Linked DNA regions of Sus scrofa: region 2 is linked to region 1. A link is a contact called in public Hi-C data. All regions are on one chromosome and are shown on one strand. Each heading gives the region's core, a stretch centred on a gene start, on an enhancer-like site or on the middle of the called end of the contact. The rest is flanking DNA. Distances are from core to core; before and after follow the strand shown.

The links. Hi-C and Micro-C count contacts between places; a contact is called where the count stands out from the background.
Region 2: a contact with region 1 is called in a Hi-C map of fetal liver, with 2.2 times the contacts expected there. The contact joins the promoter of SLC29A1 here to the enhancer-like site in region 1. A contact is called at or near these places in 2 of 5 promoter capture datasets (fetal liver and liver), 8 of 47 Hi-C or Micro-C datasets (blood, embryonic fibroblasts, epiblast stem cells and 4 more) and 2 of 2 datasets of contacts at active chromatin or transcription factors (alveolar macrophages and skeletal muscle).

The regions. Positions count from the first base shown.
Region 1 is chr7:39,178,298-39,183,248 of Sscrofa11.1, forward strand. CAPN11 (calpain-11) reads left to right here. Exons shown (of 22, transcript XM_021100038.1): 4 at 969-1,087; 5 at 2,752-2,885; 6 at 3,079-3,247. Among named protein-coding and RNA genes, the nearest start is that of CAPN11, 12 kb to the left of the region's middle. Within about 2 kb of position 2,839, at least 16 of the 83 cell types and tissues checked have an H3K27ac peak or open chromatin away from gene starts, as enhancers often do. A contact at or near this core is called in fetal liver, liver, skeletal muscle and 1 more, where this site is marked.
Region 2 is chr7:39,214,886-39,219,836 of Sscrofa11.1, forward strand. SLC29A1 (equilibrative nucleoside transporter 1) reads left to right here and starts at 3,089. Exons shown (of 14, transcript XM_005666066.3): 1 at 3,089-3,473. LOC110261530 reads left to right here and starts at 1,048. Exons shown (of 2, transcript XM_021098792.1): 1 at 1,048-1,132; 2 at 1,568-2,390. The coding sequence starts at 1,628. The coding sequence ends at 1,894. It overlaps LOC110261531 (a long non-coding RNA gene), which reads right to left and starts at 3,260. Exons shown (of 3, transcript XR_002345745.1): 1 at 3,172-3,260; 2 at 2,413-2,569; 3 at 1,773-1,858.

The DNA of each region.
Region 1 (4,951 bases), core at 1,589-4,088:
GCCTCTTCTAGGTGCCCTTTTGATGATAGCAGTTGGAGCATCCTTCACTTTCCCTTCCCACCCTATGCTTCCCTCCAAGGGCATCTCAGGCAGCCAGGAGGCCCTGGTCATCACAGAAGCTTTCCCAGTGCCCTCAGCCTCAGCCAGGCCCTGGGCCCCACACAGGGCACCACCCTGCCTCCACAGCCCCACCTGTGATCTGAGGCACCCCCCCACACAGCAGGAGAGATGGCCGCAGATGACCTCAGACCAAGAATCCTGCCCCTGTGTCCCAGCTGGGGTACAGACTGAGCCCCCTGGGTCTCCAGTATTATGGGGGTGACCCAGTTTAATAATGAGACAGAGGTGGGGGTCATGGGAAAGGTGACTGGCCTTGTTCAAGGGACGGGAGATAATTGACTGTGCCCACCCCCAAAGGCAGGTCCCAGAGGGAGAAGCAAGACCAAGGCCAGAGGTTCCCTTCATGGCCCAGTAGAAACGAATCCAACTAGGAACCGTGAGGCTGCGGGTTTGATCCCTGGCCTCGCTCAGTGGGTTGGGGATTGGGCTTTGCCGTGAGCTGGGGTATAGGTGGCAGATGCGCCTTGGACCCCCGTGTTGCCGCGGGCTGTGGTGTAGGCCGGCAGCTGTAGCTCTGATTCAATCCCCAGCCTGGGAAGCCCCATGTGCCAGCCTAAAAAGGGTACAGCCCTAAAAAGAAAAAAAAAAAAAAGACCAAGGCCGAAAATACCTTCTCTCCCAATCCCAAAACAAAAGTGATTGACTGTCATTTGCGAGTCTCTCACCTAAGAGAAGGCTCTCACCTCTAGAGCCTTCCCTTCCGCTCTCGCTCTCCCCCGGCTGGCTTCCCCCGCAAACAGCCCTTAGCAGGAGGGCCTCTCTAGCGGGGGAGGGGGGCCCTCAGAGCCAGCTCCTGCTCCTTGGGGTCTGGATTCTGAGTTACATGGGGAGCCCTTCTGTCTCTCCAGGGGACTGCTGGCTGCTGGCTGCCATCGGCTCCCTCACCGTGTACCCCAAACTCTTCCACCGTGTGGTGCCCAAGGGCCAGAGCTTCAAGAAAAACTATGCCGGCATCTTCCACTTCCAGGTGAAGGGCAATTTGAAAGCCAGAGTTGTGTGCGAGGGGTGCGTGCATGTGTGTGTGTGTGTGAGAGAGAGAGAGAGAGAGGAGGGAGAGAGAGGAAGAGAGAGAAGATAAAGAATGTGCACATGCTGGATTCCCGTCATGGTTCCGACTAGGGACCAGTGGGTTAAGGATCCGGTGTTGCCATGAGCTGTGGTGTAGGTCGCAGATGCGGCTTGGATCCCGAGTTGCTGTGGCTGTGGTGTAGACCGGCAGCTGTAGCTCTGATTAGACCTCTAGCCTGGGAACATCCATATGCCGCGGGGAGCGGCCCTAGAAAAAACCAAAGGAAAAAAAAAAAGAGAATTGGTACATGCTTTGAAGTTCATCTTTTTCGTATTCTTTTTGAAAAATGACATTTACTACGATGGATTTTTGCCTAATTATCAGCAAAACATCTGCTCACTGGAAGACATCATGGAAGCTAACTTTTTTTTTTTTTTTTTGCTTTTTAGGGCCACACCTGCAGCATATGGAGGTTCCCAGGCTAGGGGTCATATTGGAGTTGGAGCCACTGGCCTATGCCACAGCTCACGGCAACGCTGGATCCTTAACCCACTGAGGGAGGCCAGGGATCGAACCCAAAACCTCATGGTTCCTAGTTGGATTTGTTTCCGCTGCACCTCAGTGGGAACTCTGGAAGCTAATTTTTTAAAGCCTCCAAAGAAAACAATTATCAGTCTGTGGCTCTTCCTCCTTTTCCTCTCCTTGTCCTGCTTCTGTCTCTGTCTCTTCCTCCAGGGGAGATACACACGTGTATATGCACATTTACATGTATATGCATATGTATAGGTATGAGCGTATCCGACATTGGGAATTTCTGCCATGTGATTTTTGGACTCTGTTCTTTTAAGTTAAGCGACATATGGACAAATTCCTCCTGTCATAAAATATTTCCAAAAATCACAAGAGGTTTTTTTCTCATCTTTTTAGGGCCGCCCTCGCAGCCATGGAGGTTCCCAAGCTAGGGGTCGAATCAAGAGCTGCAGCTGCCGGCCTATACCACAGCCACAGCGATGTGGGATCCGAGCCCCACACCACAGCCACAGCAACGCCATGCACCCTCATGGACACTAGCCAGATTCGTTTCCACTGAGCCTTGACGGGAGTCTGTGGCACAGTGGGTTAAGAATCCAGCAGCAGAGGCTTCGATCCTGGCCCAGCACAGTGGGTTAAAGATCCAGTATTGCTGCAGCTTCAACTCGAATTCTCTCCCTGTCTGGGGAATTTTCATATGCCATGCGTGCAGCCATTAAACAAGAAAGAAAGAAAGAGAGAAGGAGAGAAAGGCAGGCATCCTAAAGTTCATTCAAGGTCAAAAGGTGGGCGGGTCCCTCGGGAGCCCAGGCAGAACCTGGAGATAAGGATGCTGGGGAGGTTCAGGCCTTTTTAGGGGATGGGCTCTCTGAACTGGTGTGTCACAGAACCTGCCACCAGAAGGCGCTTGTGTCACAGAGTCCTCAGGCAAGGAGGAGAGAGGGAGAGAGAGAGAGAGAGAGAGAGAGAGAGAGAGAGAGAGAGAGAGAGAGAGAGAGGGAGAGTGTGTGTTTGTGTCTTCGCGCGCGCACTCTTGGCCTGGCACAGACAGATATCCCACACTCGGCTGAGACTCAGCTTGCTACCTGCAGATCTGGCAGTTTGGCCAGTGGATGGATGTGGTGGTGGATGATCGGCTGCCCACAAAGAATGGCAAGCTGGTGTTTGTGCACTCAGCCGAGCGCACTGAGTTCTGGAGCGCCCTGCTGGAGAAGGCCTACGCCAAGTGAGTGCTCCAGCCAAGGGGTTGGGCTGGCCTCCAGGTCTGCCCTGACCGTTGGCAGCAATGGGGACAGCTGGAATCAGGGGAAGAGGCATGGGGACCGCAGAGCATCCTACCCTCTCCTCAGCCCACCCTCTGATGTCCAAGCTCACAACTGCCTCCTAGAGCCCAAACAGTGCCCTCTCTGTGCCCACAGGCTGAACGGATCCTATGAAGCACTGTCAGGGGGGAACACAATGGAAGGCTTTGAGGACTTCACGGGGGGCGTGACCCAGAGCTTCCAGCTCCAGACACCCCCTCAGAACCTGCTGAGGATGCTTAGGAAGGGCATAGAGCGATCCTCCCTCATGGGCTGCTCCATTGAAGTAAGCTGTACTTGGTCCTGGCTCAGGGCCTTTGCACCTCCTGTTGCTGTCACCTAGAAAGCTCTTTCCTCGGATACCTGCATAACTAGCTCCTTCTCTTTCATTTTTCAGTTCAAATGCCTCTTCCTCAGGCTAATCTTCTCTGTCTCCCAATCTAAATTAGCTGCTCTTATACTCATTGCTTCTTTACTTTGATTTAATTTTCTCCCCAACATTTATCATGAGCTGAAACTGGCTTACTTGTCTGTGTGTACATTCACGACCTAGCTTCTCTCGACAATTCTCCTATTCCATGAAGGCAGTGACCTTATCTGTCTCACTCACTGCTGGGTCCTAGGACTTAAGATGGTACTTACCATGCAATAGATGCCCAACCAGTACTTGTTCAAATAAATAAATGGAATAAATTTATTTATTCCATTTATTTATTTATTTTTGCTTTTTAGGGCCACACTCGCGGCATATGGAGGTTCCCAGGCTAGGGGTCGAATAGGAGCTGTAGCCGCCGGCCTACACCACAGCCACAGCAGCATGGGATATGAGCCCTCTCTGCAAGCTACACCACGGTTCACGGCAACACCGGAGTCTTAACCCACTGAGCAAGGCCAGGGATCGAATCTGCGTCCTCGCGGTTGCTTGTCAGATTCGTTAACCACTGAGCCACAACGGGAACTCCAATAACATAAAATTTGAAAAATAAAAAGAAATGAACTGTTGATACACACAACAACTTGGATGAATCTCAAGGAATGCATAAAAAAAACGCCCATCCCCAAAGGTTCCATACTGTATGATTCCATTTATGTGACAATCTTGAAATGACAAAAATTTGGGAATTGACAATTCCGACTCTGTAGAACTGAGAGCCACAGAGTCTGGAGTTGTCAGAGGCTGGGGAAGAGGTCAGAAGAGGTGGATGTTGGTTATCCAAAGGCAGCACGGAGTTCCCGTCGTGGCGCAGTGGTTAACGAATCCGACGAGGAACCTTAAGGTTGCAGGTTCGGTCCCTGCGCTTGCTCAGTGGGTTAACAATCCGGCGTTGCAGTAACCTGTGGTGTAGGTTGCAGATGCAGCTCGGATCCCGCGTTGCTGTGGCTCTGGCGTAGGCCAGTGGCTACAGCTCCTATTCGACCCCTAGCCTGGGAACCTCCATATGCCGAGGGAGCGGCCCAAAGAAATAGCAAAAAGCCAAAAAGCCAAAAAAAAAAAAAAAAAAAACAAACAAAGGCAGCAAGATGGATGCTAGTGCTGATGAAGCTGCTTTGCATCGTGACTACAGCGGTGGATCCAGGAAAGTACACATATGATAACACTGCACAAAACACACATAATAAGCACAAGCAAAAGTGAAGACCTGTATAAGACAGACAAATTGTGGAGTTCCCATGGGGGCTCAGCAGGTTAAGAACCCCCATAGCATCCATAAGGATGTCAGTTTGATCCCTGGCCTCGCTCAGTGGATTAAGGATCCAGCATTGTCTCAATCTACAGCTTAGGTTGCAGATGTGACTCGGATCTGGTGTTGCTGCGGCTGTGGTGTAGGCTGGTGACTGCAACTCTGATTTGACCCCTAGCCTGGGAACCTCCATATGCCACAGGTGTGGCCCTAAAAAAAAAAAAAAGACAGAAAAAAAACAGGCCAATTGTGAAATTGTGTCAACATCAGGATCCTGGTTCTGATATTGTGTTATAGTTTTGCAAGAT
Region 2 (4,951 bases), core at 1,839-4,338, 37 kb after region 1:
TTGGAGAGGGTGACGGAGCTAATAGCGGATGGTGGTGGGTTGACGATAGATTCTATTCCCATGACCTTATTACCAAACACTCTCCGGACCATTATCTCATCTCAGTCCAGCAAGGCAAAAATTACACCCATTTTATGAAATAGAAGAAAGAAGCATTTAAAAACAAAATAAAACAAACTCAGACCTTTTCTACCTAGCTAACTCATGGAACCGCATTTAATCTTGAGGGGAAAATATGGGAGAAGAGGGGCTTAACATGGGTCTCCCTCTTCCTGTCCCCGAGTGGGAATGCCACCCAGCTGTGTCCAACTGGGTCCTTCAGTGAGATGGGCTGTGACCCCACGCCTCTATCCCCAGGAGAGGGCCCATGGGTGCCTGCCCTGATCCTACTCTGTCTCAGCCACTCTGAGCACGCCCCGGGGGCTGCAGCCTTACTGCATCTGAGGTTTGGGTCAGTAGAGCTCATCACAGTCCCATTCCAGTTACTCCTCCCAGTTCCTCCTAGTTACTGAGGCATCGGACAAAGGCACCAGGAACCCAGAAGAATGAACGTGCCTCAGGTCACACCGTTAGAAAGTGCAGTCTGGAATTCCCGTCATGGTTCAGTTCCTACTAATCCGAGTAGGAACCATGAGGTTGCAGGTTCGATCCCTGGCCTTCCTCAGTGGGCTAAAGATCTGGGGTTGCCGTGAGCTGCAGAGTAGGTCGCAGACGCGGCTTGGATCCCACATTGCTGTGGCTGTGGTGTAGGCCAGCGGCTACAGTTCCGATTAGAGCCCCTAGCCTGGGAACCTCCATATGCCGAGGGAGCGGCCCAAGAAACGGCAAAAAGACACAAAAAAAAAAAAAAAGAAGAAGAAGAAGAAAGAAAGAAAGTGCAGTCTGGCTTCTGACTCTGAAGTCTGCACCCAGCAGGAGGAATTCCTGCATCACTTCTCCCAGCCCAGCTGCCCTGTCCCTTCCACATACCAGGTGCCAGAAAACAGCTGTCTCTGCCTTGTTCCCCCAGCCTCGGCAAGCTGTCCCGGGTGGGGCTGAGCTGGGTGGGGCAGCCCTGTGTAGTGTCCAGTGAGGCTGTGGCTCCTGCAGGCAAATTCAGCCAGACATTGATGCTGAGTGGCTGCTCGGACTGGTGAGAGCTGCTGCCCATCCGTGGGGGTGGGGACCTGGGAGGGTAGGAAGCCTCAGGTCTGGGGGGATCGAGATCCCTGAAAAGAAAACTTAGACCTGCCCAGGGAAGAACTCCTGCTGGACTGAGGCACAGGGGTTAGGGAACGCCAGGGGACTGAGTGTGCCTGAGGAGGGGGTGAGTAGAGGAGGGGAGGTTCGAGGGACAGTAGGAGACCCCTGGAGGCTGGGAATGGCGAGCTGCAGGTCCCAGCCCCCTCTTTACTCTTGCTTGGCTCCCTGTCTCCCTCTGTACTACAGTGAGAACCCTCCTGTCCCAGCCCCCCTTCCCAGAGGAAGGGCTCCAGGAAAGCAGAAATGACCTATGAATTGAGACCTGGGGGCAGGAGGGTGTAAACATAAGCAGGGGTGAAATCTGCCCAGCCTTTGTCTTGGCCAGGTGAGGAGGGAAGCAGGAAAGACAAGCCTAGAGTCTGGATCGCCTTGGCAGTCACTGACCATGCCCGCTCCGCTGCTCCCGCTGCTGCTGCGAACGCTGCTGGCCCGCCTGCTGCTGCCCGCTGCCCGCCTGGCCCGTCGGCACCTCCTGCCTCTGCTGCGCCGGCTGGCCCGCCGCCTGGGCTCCCAGGATATGCGAGAGGCTTTACTGGGCTGTCTGGTGTTCCTCCTCAGCCAGAGACACCCGCCAGATGATGCCGCTGCTGCCGGGGAGGCCTCCAGAGTGGCCCGCCTGGAGAGGAGGGAGAGGATAGTTTCTCAAAAATGAGGCTGCGAATCCCAGCAGTAGCTGTATTCATTGAAATGCTTTCTTTTGGAGTAAGACAGCCTTGGCCCCTTCACTGACCGCAGCCTGCCCAGTGGGCAGAAGACATGGTGGGGGCACTGAGCCTGAGAGGGGTCTAGCCCAGACGTGCCTCCTCTCTCCCAGCAGAAATTGTTGGAAGGATGCTCTCCGTATCTAGCCGAAAACCATCATTCTCCCTCCCTCCCTGCATTCTTCCCAAGTCCATTTCTAATCACCTCGGGCCTCTGGGGGAAGAACGGACTCTCCTCCGCCACCCTCCACCCCCAGGCTAACAGGAACATGAGACCCAATGAGGGCCATTGCTTAACCCAAGGACAGGCGATTTAGCTAATCCAGACTGTCTGTCTGTGAGTCAGGATTCACCTTAAAGTAATAAGACCTTTGTTCCTTAGAGAGTCAGTCCTGCCCTCAAAGTCCAGCATGCAGCAGGTGCTCAATAAATATTTGTTGCCTTGAATTCTTGGCATGCCTTTTCCTACCTATTCCATTGTCCCTCCCCATCCGCTTCGCCCGGAATTTCTCTTGTCTAACTTGAGTAGATGACACTGTGACCCAGCAGTCTGTGATCTGGCTGGTCAGTTCAAGGTAAGGAGGTAAAAGTCCTCGGGCGACGGAGGAGACTCTTGTCAACTGGTGCTGTGGAAAGAGGGAGATCTGCTTGCTGTGGGACCCTGAGGGCATCCACCCAGAGGGGCCCCTGAGGGGTGCTCTGCCCAGGAAGGGACTTGGGGGGTAGGGAGCTGGGTGCGGTGTGATCTGAAGAATTCACCTCCCCATTTCCCCTCCCCAGTGAGAGGCCCTGGGGCATCAAATAGGAGTTGTCAGAGGCATTTGCATGCCAGCCTCCGGATAATTTGCTTAACTTTCCCAGGCAATATTCCTCTCTCCCCATCCCAGAGAGTCCTGGGCTCTCAGTTCAAAGGGGGACAGTGAGGAGACTACAAGGCCCCTTTCAGGACCGTCATCCCGTCAGCATAGCCCTCAAAGGTTGGCCTTGGGGAAGAACCGAGACCAGGGCCCGGCGCCCCCAAGCTGGCCCCGCGGGGCTTTCCGCCAGACCCCCGCCTCCCTACCCCCCAGCGCCATCTGTTTCCACCCGGAGTCCACAGAAGCCAGCGCACGTGCTCGCCCGGCTCCGGAAGCTGGCCTCGGGGGGAGGGGCAGGGTGAAAGGGGTTCCAACACCTGGTGCCCTCCGGGGTCACAGGCGCCTTTATTTATTTATTTATTCAGCCGTACTCTGGGCCTCGCCTCCCGCTGGCCTCCTGGGGCGCTCCCCGCTACCGAGCAACGCCGGCGCTGATCGGAACCGAGCCGGCCGCGGGGCGCTGGGCGAGCGCCAGGATCGCCCGTTGCTGCTCCTTCATTGCCGGGGAAGGGGGGCAGAGACCGGTCAGACCCGGCGCGGGCTACGGTTTCTGGACAATGGCGACGGTCCCAGTCCTGAGATGAGGAGGCCAAACTGGGACTAGGGGCCGGCAGGCCCGGGAATTTCCGTCCCCGCTCGCCGACTCCGGATGCCCCTCCGAATGTCCCAGCAGGTGCGCGGGGAGCAGAGGCGGGGCGGCGGCCAGAGGAGTTGTCTACGCAGTTCCCCCGAGGGCGGGGCGGAGAGCGGTGTGGGCGGGGCGGAGAGCGGAGAGCGGGGTCCTTGTGGGATGGGGAAGTTAATGGAGTCCGTGGCATCTGCGGTTTCTGGCGGAGGAGATCCTTTCCTTGGACTTTGGAGGCCCTGCTTAGATGACTGCCCTATTTTAACCATATGCAGATGTCCCCAAGATCAGCGACCTCCCCACAGCAGAGGGTTGGGGCAGAGGTCTGAGAAAGACAGCTGAAAAACCAAGCCCAGACTGGTGAACAAAGAGTTGAGTCTTCCTGAACCCTGACTCCTGTACACATCCATAAGGAAAGTGAGGGACTTGAGGTGTCTGACTCTGAAAGGGCCAGATCCTACCTTTAGCTTATTTATTTATTTATTTATTTTGCTATTTTAGGGCCGCACCTGCAGCATATGGAAGTTCCCAGGCTAGGGGTGAATCCCAGCTGCAGCCACCAGCCTACCCGCAGCCACAGCAACATGGGATCGGAGCCGCGCCGCGTCTGCAACCTATGCCACAGCTCAGGGCAGTGCGGGATCCTTAACCCACTGAACGAGGCCAGGGGTCCAATCCACATCTTCATGGATATTAGTTGGGTTCTTTAGGCTGAGCCTCAACAAAAACTCCCTAATTGATGTTTTGTTCATGGGTTTTTTTGCATTAACTTTTGACTTTTAAAAAAATATTGCGTTAAAACATTATCTGAGAGTTCCCATAGTGCACAGTGGTTAACGAATCTGGCTAGGAACCATGAGGTTGCAGGTTCGATCCCCGGCCTTGCTCTGTGGGTTAAGGATCCGGCGTTGCTGTGAGCTGTGGTGTAGGTCGCAGACACAGCTCGAATCCTGAGTTGCTGTGGCTCTGGCGTAGGCCGACAGCTACAGCTCCGATTCGACCCCTAGCCTGGGAACCTGCGTATGCCGTGGGAGCGGCCCAAGAAATGGCAAAAAAACAACAAAAACATTATCTGAGGAGCTACCTCTGTGGCACAGCGGGTTAAGGGTCTGATTGCAGCTGGTCTGCTGCTGCAGGGGCGCTGGTTCCACTGCCAGCCTGGCACAGCTGATAAGGATCCAGTTTGTCACAGTTGCAGCTCGGTTTTGATCCCTGGCCTGGAAACTTCCATGTGCTGTGGGTGTGGCTGAAAAAGGGGGAGAAAAAAAAAACAACCCACAATCATTATCTGGATTCTGGAATATTTGGGTGCCCCCTTAAATTCTGCCCCCCAGGCAAGTTGCTTCTCTGGCTTCTACCTAGTCCCAGCCCTGCCACAAGGCAGTGGAGATAGTGTTGCAAACATGACTGAGAACATAGTCATGAGATGTGCTGGTGACAAACTGCAGAGCCAAGCAAACATACTTCCAGCAGACACAGATGGAGGCAGGGCTGGGGAGATAGGACTGTGGGTAAGGTGATGAGGC